3 separate regions of the Zea mays genome follow, and all the other regions are linked to region 1. A link is a contact called in public Hi-C data. All regions are on one chromosome and are shown on one strand. Each heading gives the region's core, a stretch centred on a gene start, on an enhancer-like site or on the middle of the called end of the contact. The rest is flanking DNA. Distances are from core to core; before and after follow the strand shown. Region 1 holds the start of LOC100277516 (plastid transcriptionally active 18). Region 2 holds the start of LOC100283274 (ribosomal protein L35p-like). Region 3 holds the start of LOC100192068.

The links. Hi-C and Micro-C count contacts between places; a contact is called where the count stands out from the background.
Region 2: a contact with region 1 is called in a Hi-C map of ear, with 2.9 times the contacts expected there. The contact joins the promoter of LOC100283274 here to the promoter of LOC100277516 in region 1. A contact is called at or near these places in 3 of 25 Hi-C or Micro-C datasets (ear, leaf and tassel).
Region 3: a Hi-C map of ear shows a contact between it and region 1, with 2.5 times the contacts expected there. The contact joins the promoter of LOC100192068 here to the promoter of LOC100277516 in region 1. A contact is called at or near these places in 4 of 25 Hi-C or Micro-C datasets (bundle sheath, ear, leaf and 1 more).

Annotation. Positions count from the first base shown.
Region 1 is chr1:108,128,726-108,131,405 of Zm-B73-REFERENCE-NAM-5.0, reverse strand. LOC100277516 (plastid transcriptionally active 18) reads left to right here and starts at 1,377. Exons shown (of 1, transcript NM_001151050.1): 1 at 1,377-2,158. The coding sequence starts at 1,449. The coding sequence ends at 1,928. It overlaps LOC100191396 (putative RING/U-box superfamily protein), which reads right to left. Exons shown (of 1, transcript NM_001136830.1): 1 at 2,318-2,680. The coding sequence ends at 2,521.
Region 2 is chr1:107,745,711-107,748,390 of Zm-B73-REFERENCE-NAM-5.0, reverse strand. LOC100283274 (ribosomal protein L35p-like) reads left to right here and starts at 1,303. Exons shown (of 4, transcript NM_001156176.1): 1 at 1,303-1,542; 2 at 1,621-1,727; 3 at 1,812-1,896. The coding sequence starts at 1,333.
Region 3 is chr1:108,493,485-108,496,164 of Zm-B73-REFERENCE-NAM-5.0, reverse strand. LOC100192068 reads left to right here and starts at 1,374. Exons shown (of 6, transcript NM_001294310.1): 1 at 1,374-1,696; 2 at 2,433-2,523; 3 at 2,671-2,680. The coding sequence starts at 1,640.

The DNA.
Region 1 (2,680 bases), core at 128-2,627:
AAACCCTAAACTATCACATTACTCACCTTCCACATCGTGATGAATCAGTCTCGTTGTTCAGTCACGTCGCCCGAGATCCCCATCGAAAGCTACTCTGTCGCTGACAAGGATCGCAAAGAGAGTGGGAGAGCGCGCGATGGCAAAACCACTAGAGGGCAAAACAAACAAACGATCGCACGTTTCAATTAGCCATTCCAGGTACGGTTTTTAGCGCGTCGGGTAACACATTAACCACCCACATGTTGTTGGTTGAGCCAGACCGCACTCGAGTTGGTTGGTTGGTTGAACCGGTTGGGTCTATTTGGACTCAGCTGATCAGCTGTTGGTTTATCACCTAAGGTGATAAATAGATTATATATAAGTAAACCATATATATGATGATGTTTTTTTATCTTTGTTGTCTCTTAATGATTGATATATCGATAGTTGTTATCACGCATTTGGTGCCCTAATTGTGTTTGTATCATAAAGAGATTTTTGTGCTTCAGTGTTCAATCCCCAAATAGGGAACAAAGATGTGTTGGGATAGGGATGTGTTTGTCCCCGTTAAGGCCTTGTTCGATTGCATGAGGATCAAAGGGGATTAAATCTTCTTTTCAATTTTAAATAGCAAGGGATTTAATCCCCTCCAATCCCCTAAATGTACCCCTAACCGAGGTCCTAAACATTGTTCGGTTTGGAGTGGATTAAAGGGGATTGAAGGTAGAAAATTAGTTCATGTTTGGCAATTTTTAATCAAAGAAAGATTTTGAGTTTCGAAAGTAGCCCCTAAGCAGGGGCGAAGCCAGCCTCCACATTCGCTGGTGTCAGCATCATTAAGCACACAATGTTTAAACAATATTTTATACTAGAAATTTTGAAATCCCTTGGTGTCAGCTAACACTGGTGCTAAGCTATAGCTCTGCCCCTAAGCCCTAAGTATATCGAGGCAGGAACGGGGAATCGGTTCGGGTCGGGAATAGAGGGCTAGTTCTCACGTCAGCTCCACCATGTCTCGTTGCCATCTCTAAGCAGAGCATGGATATGAGGAATAGAGGATAAGGCCATGTTTGGGAATAAAGTATTTGAAAACTACAGTTTTGTAATACAATAGTTTTAAAATGCCAATACATACCCACAATTTTTTACCGTAGCATTAAAATCTTTGGTCAGAAGCTATATTTACAAAATTGTGAAAGTACTGCATTTTAGTCAAAACTACAGTTTTGAAAACAGAGTTTTTTTAAAAAAACTACCAAACACTGTATAAGAAAAAAATACTACAGTATCTTCAATACTATAATATTCTATAAAAAAAGAGAAAATACTTCACTGACAAGCAGGGCCGCCGGTGGCCTACGTATTTCTTGTTCTCTACTCGGGAAACAGACAGGACAGGGACGGAGGCCAAACCCAACCCAAAGCCCAAGCCGAAGAGGAAAGGATAGGAGACGGATAGGGTACCCGCGATGAGGCCCGCCGCCGCCAGTACCGGCGGGTTCCATCTCGTGCTCCCCGCGGCGCACAGGCTGCCTCCTAGTCTTCCTAGCATCAGTAGCCGAAGAGGTGTAAGGATACGAGCGGCGGCGGCAGCAGGCGGTGGCGGCGCGCTGCTGGGGCGTCCCATGGAGGACGTGTACAAGGTGCGCGTGGAGCGAGGCGAGGTGGCGCGGGCACGGATGGAGGCGCTGCGGGTCATGGAGACGTGGTCGTCGTGGCGCACGGGTGGCCGGTGCCGGATGCCGTGGGACTGGCAGGTCGACCAGCTCGTGTACATCGTGTCCGGGGAGGTGAAGGTCATCCCCGCCGGCGCTGTCCACGGCGACGACTACATGCACTTCGTGGCCGGGGATCTGGTCAGGTACCCGCGCTGGTTCGAGGCCGACCTCTACTTCGACGGCCCGTACGAGGAGCGCTACCGGTTTCTCGCCTACGGAGACGACAACTAGTTAGTACATCTGCATTTCAAGCAGCTTTGCCTAGACCCTAGAGTATCCATCTACCGGCAATGCATGCGTTGTAATGTTCCTCTGTAATGTATTGGTGTGGCGTAGTCAGGCACCGAAATAAACCAATCATTCCAATGTTTGCGAATTTTATTATATAACTTATTAGTTCCTCCAAACTTCTAAATTGGCTATGATACGCGTGCAAGAGAAATAAACTGTTTCTTAATTCCAACATTATAGCATACTACAAATATTTGAATACTCATGCTTCTTGATACAATTGCTTAGACAGTTTCAGCACTGCCGCCAGCATCAATTTTTTTGCCTGCACCCGCGGAGTTCAGCAACTTAACCAGAATACTATATTTAACAGATACTTTGTGGATGATGGTACTAAAAATAAGTAACATTAACCAGGCATAACAATTCAGGGGAAACGGAGAGAAGATGTTTGACAAGGTGCCAATAGCCACAGGCTACAAAAGGATTAATAATACGAGAGAAACAAAGAAAAAAAATGGAAGACAAAGGATTAAGTTTGTTTATCTCATCAGTTATCGCTCCTATTTCGAAGCATGTCCCAACATCACTATCAGTTGTAATTTGTCCTCTGTCTTCTGGTACCCTGAATCCCTCCTCTTCCACCACCTGAATTCGAGTTCATGTTGCTTCCACCACCTGAGTTTGAGTTCAGGTTGCTTCCACCACCTGAATTCGAGTTCAGGTTGCTTCTTCCTCTTCTCCCAGTCCAG
Region 2 (2,680 bases), core at 54-2,553, 380 kb after region 1:
ACATTCCTGTTCTGTAGTATGCACACCAGATTTATATTGTTGTCGTACTATTGATGCATGATTTTAACTTGAGGGGGCAAGAATATGCTAATTAATTTGTGTTTATGTTCTTGGTGCAGATCCCTATTTCTTATAAATCTTCTCTTTACTATTCCATTCACCTCTCTCTCCTCTCCCACATTTAAACGGTAAAAATCTAAAATTATGCAAAAATAAAGATTAATAATTTGTGAGTCGTGGCAACGCACGAGCACCTAACTATGTTTGGTTAATGCATGTCTGATTTCTGTTGACGAGTATTTCAAACAACAGCTGTAGGTTTGGGGCAGTCAACTTGTGTAGGCATTGGTGGTGACCCGTTCAATATCACATATACACATTTTGAGATTAAGGCCTCATATTTTAAGCAAAAGCCTTCCTTTTTAAATCTATTATGAAATATCTTGTCATGGATTTTGTACTTTGCTCTGTGGAATTAATCCCTTGTCTGGCATTATCTGGTACTTGAATACTTTAAGTGTATTTTTTTATTCCAAATGCTACATACATATGTTTTTCAGTCAACACAACTCCATCTCATTTTGTAGTTTTCTTAGTGTTCAATACTATTTGGATTCTATTAAGTCAGAAATAGCAAAGATAACATAGAAAGGTGGACTTGCAAATGCAGAAGCAATTGGAGAATTGTACATCTTATGCAACTTGATCGAACTGTTATATTTTAGATCTTTTGTTTAGCATTTTTTAATCCACATGTATTTCTCTATCATATAAAACTCTATATTGATTCTTTAAAATAATTTATATGAATTTGATAATGTTTGTCACAACTCACACGAATTCTGTATACCATAATGAATTAATGGTTGAGAGACTATGCACAAGTCATGCAAATTAACAAGACTCATACAAGCGTCGAACAATGTGCTAATGATGATCAGAGACACAAGGGTAGCACATGATCAGGTCTTAACATGTTTGGTTTCCGAACATGCTTTTCTCCAGATCCCCAAGGAAGAAGAAGATCCGGTCAGATATATGTCGATGCTCATCCCAACGTACATAAGCTATCAATGGTATTATATGTTCCCGTTGCAACGCACGGGCACACAACTAGTAAGTTGAAAAAAAACAGTAAATATCCTTTGCGGTGGCGGGTCTAGGCTGGGGTGAGACAATCGGGCCGAACCAAATGAAACAGGCCCTTGAGCTCAAAGTTTGGTGGGCTCCATCGGAAAGAATGGATGAACCGCATAACGAAATGGAGGAACCCTAGGCCCGCCAAACACACACACACACAAACAGAAAACTGAGTCAGAGAGGTGCAGATCAATGCGGCGGTGGTGGTGCGCCGCCGGCGGCCTCGCCCGCTGCGTCCTCTCGTCCTCCACCTCCGCCATAGCATCCCATGCCCGCCCGCTGCCGGCACCCCTGATGCCCAAATCTCCCTCCTTTACCGTCCCTTTCTCCTTGTCCTGTCGCAGGCACCACTCTCTCCAGGGATTCTTCCACCTGGTCATCGCTTCTTCCTTCCGCCCTCCGGTGAGTTTTCGTATTGTCTCGTCTCATTGAATTTCCACCGCCTTAATGATGATTGCCTGCGTGGGCCGTGTCGCGCAGTCGGCGCATCATCAGCAAGTGCGGCACTACGCCAAGAAGGAGAGGTCGCGCGCTCCGCTCACGCCCACTAAATCCAAAGTCAAGAAATACAAGATGAAGGCCCCCTCGTAATCGCCTCCATTCTTTTCCATTGCCCTTCTTACCTTCTCGGCGGGCACCTCAGGCAGCTGATTTTATGCTTTTATTGCTAGGTCCATGAAGTTCAGATTCAGAACCATGAAAGACGGACAGGTCCGCAGGTGGAGGGCCGGCAAGCGCCACAATGCACACCTCAAGGTAAATGTCCAGGCTAACTTAGTGAGCATGCTTTTCTACCAACCACAGTAATGCTACTAGCTTGAAGAAATGACTGGTATGGATTGTCATGCATTGTGAATCGCACTGAACTGAACACTGCGTTCAGCATTCCTTATAATTTGCACCATGAAACTAAGGCTATTTCCATCCCATTGTTTCTTGTCACAATATCCAAATTTGTTATATCATGTACTCATGTCTTACTATAGAAGACATAGTTATCCCAATGCATAGTATCATGTCCTTGTTTCATAGTCCCCACAAGACAATTAAATGCTAGATGTATATGAGAGTATGAATTGTGGGTCACTTACATGGTTCAGGTATCAGGTCTCAATGGTTATGATCTGGTGCTAGAGTGCTATCTCCCTCAAGATACTACTTTATTCTTTTTTCTCTTTACTCAAATGCTGCATCATCTTTCTATCCTACTTGACATGTATTAAATGAGTATGATACCGTGCACTGGGAATAGCCTAAATTGACTATTTGACTTGTCTGCACAGTTCAACAAAGTAGAACATTGGAGTGAGTGGCACATATTTTTAAATCTAGCATATTGAGTGCCTTAATAATTGTATTGGCAGGAATGCTTTTCATTCACTATACTATACTACTCCATCCTTCCCAAATTATGTCATTCCAACTCTCTTTGAGAGTCAAAGCATCTCAAGTTTAACCAAATTTATATAATAAAATAATAACAGTTATGATGCCTAATAACTATCATTAAATTCTTCATTAATCATATTTTCATAGTATA
Region 3 (2,680 bases), core at 125-2,624, 360 kb before region 1:
AAAACGAAGAATGAGAAAGACATAAAGTGGTTCGATGATGGATTAGCGATCGTCCATCAATCATGTAGGACCAACTAAGTAGTTGTTTGGTTCTTTTAGCTAAAGTTATTTATTATGTGTCACATCAAATATTTGAGTATCAATTACGAGTATTAATTATAGTTTAATTATAAAACTAATTATAGAGACAAAGATTAAACGAACATAAGAATTTATTAAGGCTATTTAATCTATGATTAACAAATGTTTAATATAACATCACTTATCAAATCATAGACTAATTAGAATTAATAGGTTTGTCTTATCGTTTAGTCTTAGGCAATGTTTGAACGTCTTGAGGTAATAGTTAGCTGCTAAAATTACTTGTAGAGGTTCCAAACATCCTCAACTAATACCTTAACTAATTGTTAGTTATCTCACAGCTAACAATTAGTTCATTAATATATTAACTGGCTAATTATTAGCTCTATAGGTTTCAGACATGTCCTTAATCTATATAATTAGCTTTATAATTAGAACTAGTCTAATCCCCGTGCGTTGCGATGGTACCCAACCATATTTGATGATATTGATTGATGACTAAGTGACACTTGAGAGTCTTAATGGACCATCCACATAAAAATAACATAATAAATATATTTAATGTCAAAGTGAACATATTGTTCATATACTATATATTGAACTGGTAAGACATAGAAAAGCACAAGTACCCTAACAAGATCATTCTTGAAATACCAAATACAACAAGTTTATCCTCTAATGCTTAACATGCTCATTGAAAATACATACTTGCTCTTGTCTTTAGAGTATCATATCAAACAATAAAAATATTCCGTTTTTATAGAGCCTTATACTCATTTCCAATTGCATAGTTTGTTTCACTTAAAATTCAATGCGCTACGACGAAAAAAGCGAGCGGAGATGTTGCAAAATGGACAGGGTTTGTTGCTAGAGCGACAACTACGAGAATGATGCTGTGCGAACAAATAGGATATAGATGAGATATGATCTGGGACCGCGAGTTAATTTTGAAGAAATACAAGAGATTATTTATAAAAAGATGAATACAATGGATTCTTTATAAAAATATGGCGTGACATGATCGTTGAAACTGATGCTTTAATATAGTAGAGATAGATATATTAATATTATAATTAGAATATTAAATTTATTTAATAATTCAAATTAATAACCAAACATCAGAGCATCAACTAAAGTTATCCATGTTGACCATGTATCCATGCAGGGCAACTGGGCAACTAACGCGAAAGTTGCCAATTTGGCAAGCAGAAATTAGGCCGGCGGTGCGCGCGCACGCTTTGCGAACACAGACAGGACGGTCCAGATCGCTCGATGCGGCATCGCATCGCATCCAGTGGACCTCGCCGCTCTGGGGTCCAGGCAGGTGAGGCCAGCGCGAATCCGCCGTCCTGGTTTCCACGGCCGCACCGCACCCTACCTCTCGTCGTCTTGCCGCCGATCCTTTTTCCGAAACCTAGCTCGCCCGCCCGACCTCCGACCTTCTAGAACCTTGCCTCCGAGGTGCCGCCCTCCCCGCCCCGCCTGCGCCGCTTGCTCATCGCTTCTCTCCCCGCGGCGGCCTCCCAGATCCGGTTGGATCGAGGGGCAAGGTCAAGAGATGGGGCAGGCCTTCCGAAAGCTGTTTGATGCCTTCTTCGGCAACAAGGAGATGCGGGTACGCTGTCTCCTTCCTTCCTGTTTCCCCTCGCTCCCTTCCCATCTCGACAGGATACTGCAATGAATCGGGCTCCTCGATAAACCGATCCGTTCACAAATCACAAGGGCGGTGGTGGCTGGTGGCCTTGTCGCACTCCTATCTCCATTTCTCTTGGCATTGATTTCAGTTACTACTGAATGGTTAGAGTCATGTGATCCGTCAACAATCTGCCAGCACTGTTTTGGCTACCAATCACTAACATCCAAGAGCAGGGAAATAATGAGTCATGATGCTAGCCAGACATACAGCTATAGTGCCCTGTGGTAACCTTACCTGTTTCAGACGGTTATAGATTTGATTTCTTGTAATCTACTAGTAGTGGATCATTTATAACGACAACAATCTCTGCATCGTGCTGCCAGTCATCCAAAGAGAGTTAAATAATGTGTTACCAACCACAGCGTGCTGGATCTTTCATACACAAGATCAAATTGTACCTGGGTAAAATGATATATTGATGTATTATTACTTCACTCATTTTCTGGACTAGGTGTTGCCATAGTGTGTACAGCATGATGCCAATTCAAGTGCAGGGCAGGCTGTGTTCCAATCATGTCTCATGTCTTCTTAACGATGATTTTTGGTTGTCCTTACATGTTTAGTCTTCTTTTTTTATATCATCGGAGATTAGAACCAGTATCCGTTTTAAGCTGAACATGCCTCTAATAGATTGGCCTCTTATTTTTTTCCTCAGGTGGTGATGCTTGGGTTGGATGCAGCTGGGAAAACCACCATACTCTATAAGCTTCACATTGGTGAAGTTCTCTCCACTGTCCCTACCATAGGTCCGATTGTACCACCTATCTGCTTGTGCATTTCATAACTTTTGGTTTCAACCATTGCTAATTACAGTTGTCCAACTCTGCACCTGCCATGCAATTGATTCGTCCGTTCATATGTTTAGTGACAGCATGCACTTTATCACATTGTAGGTTTCAATGT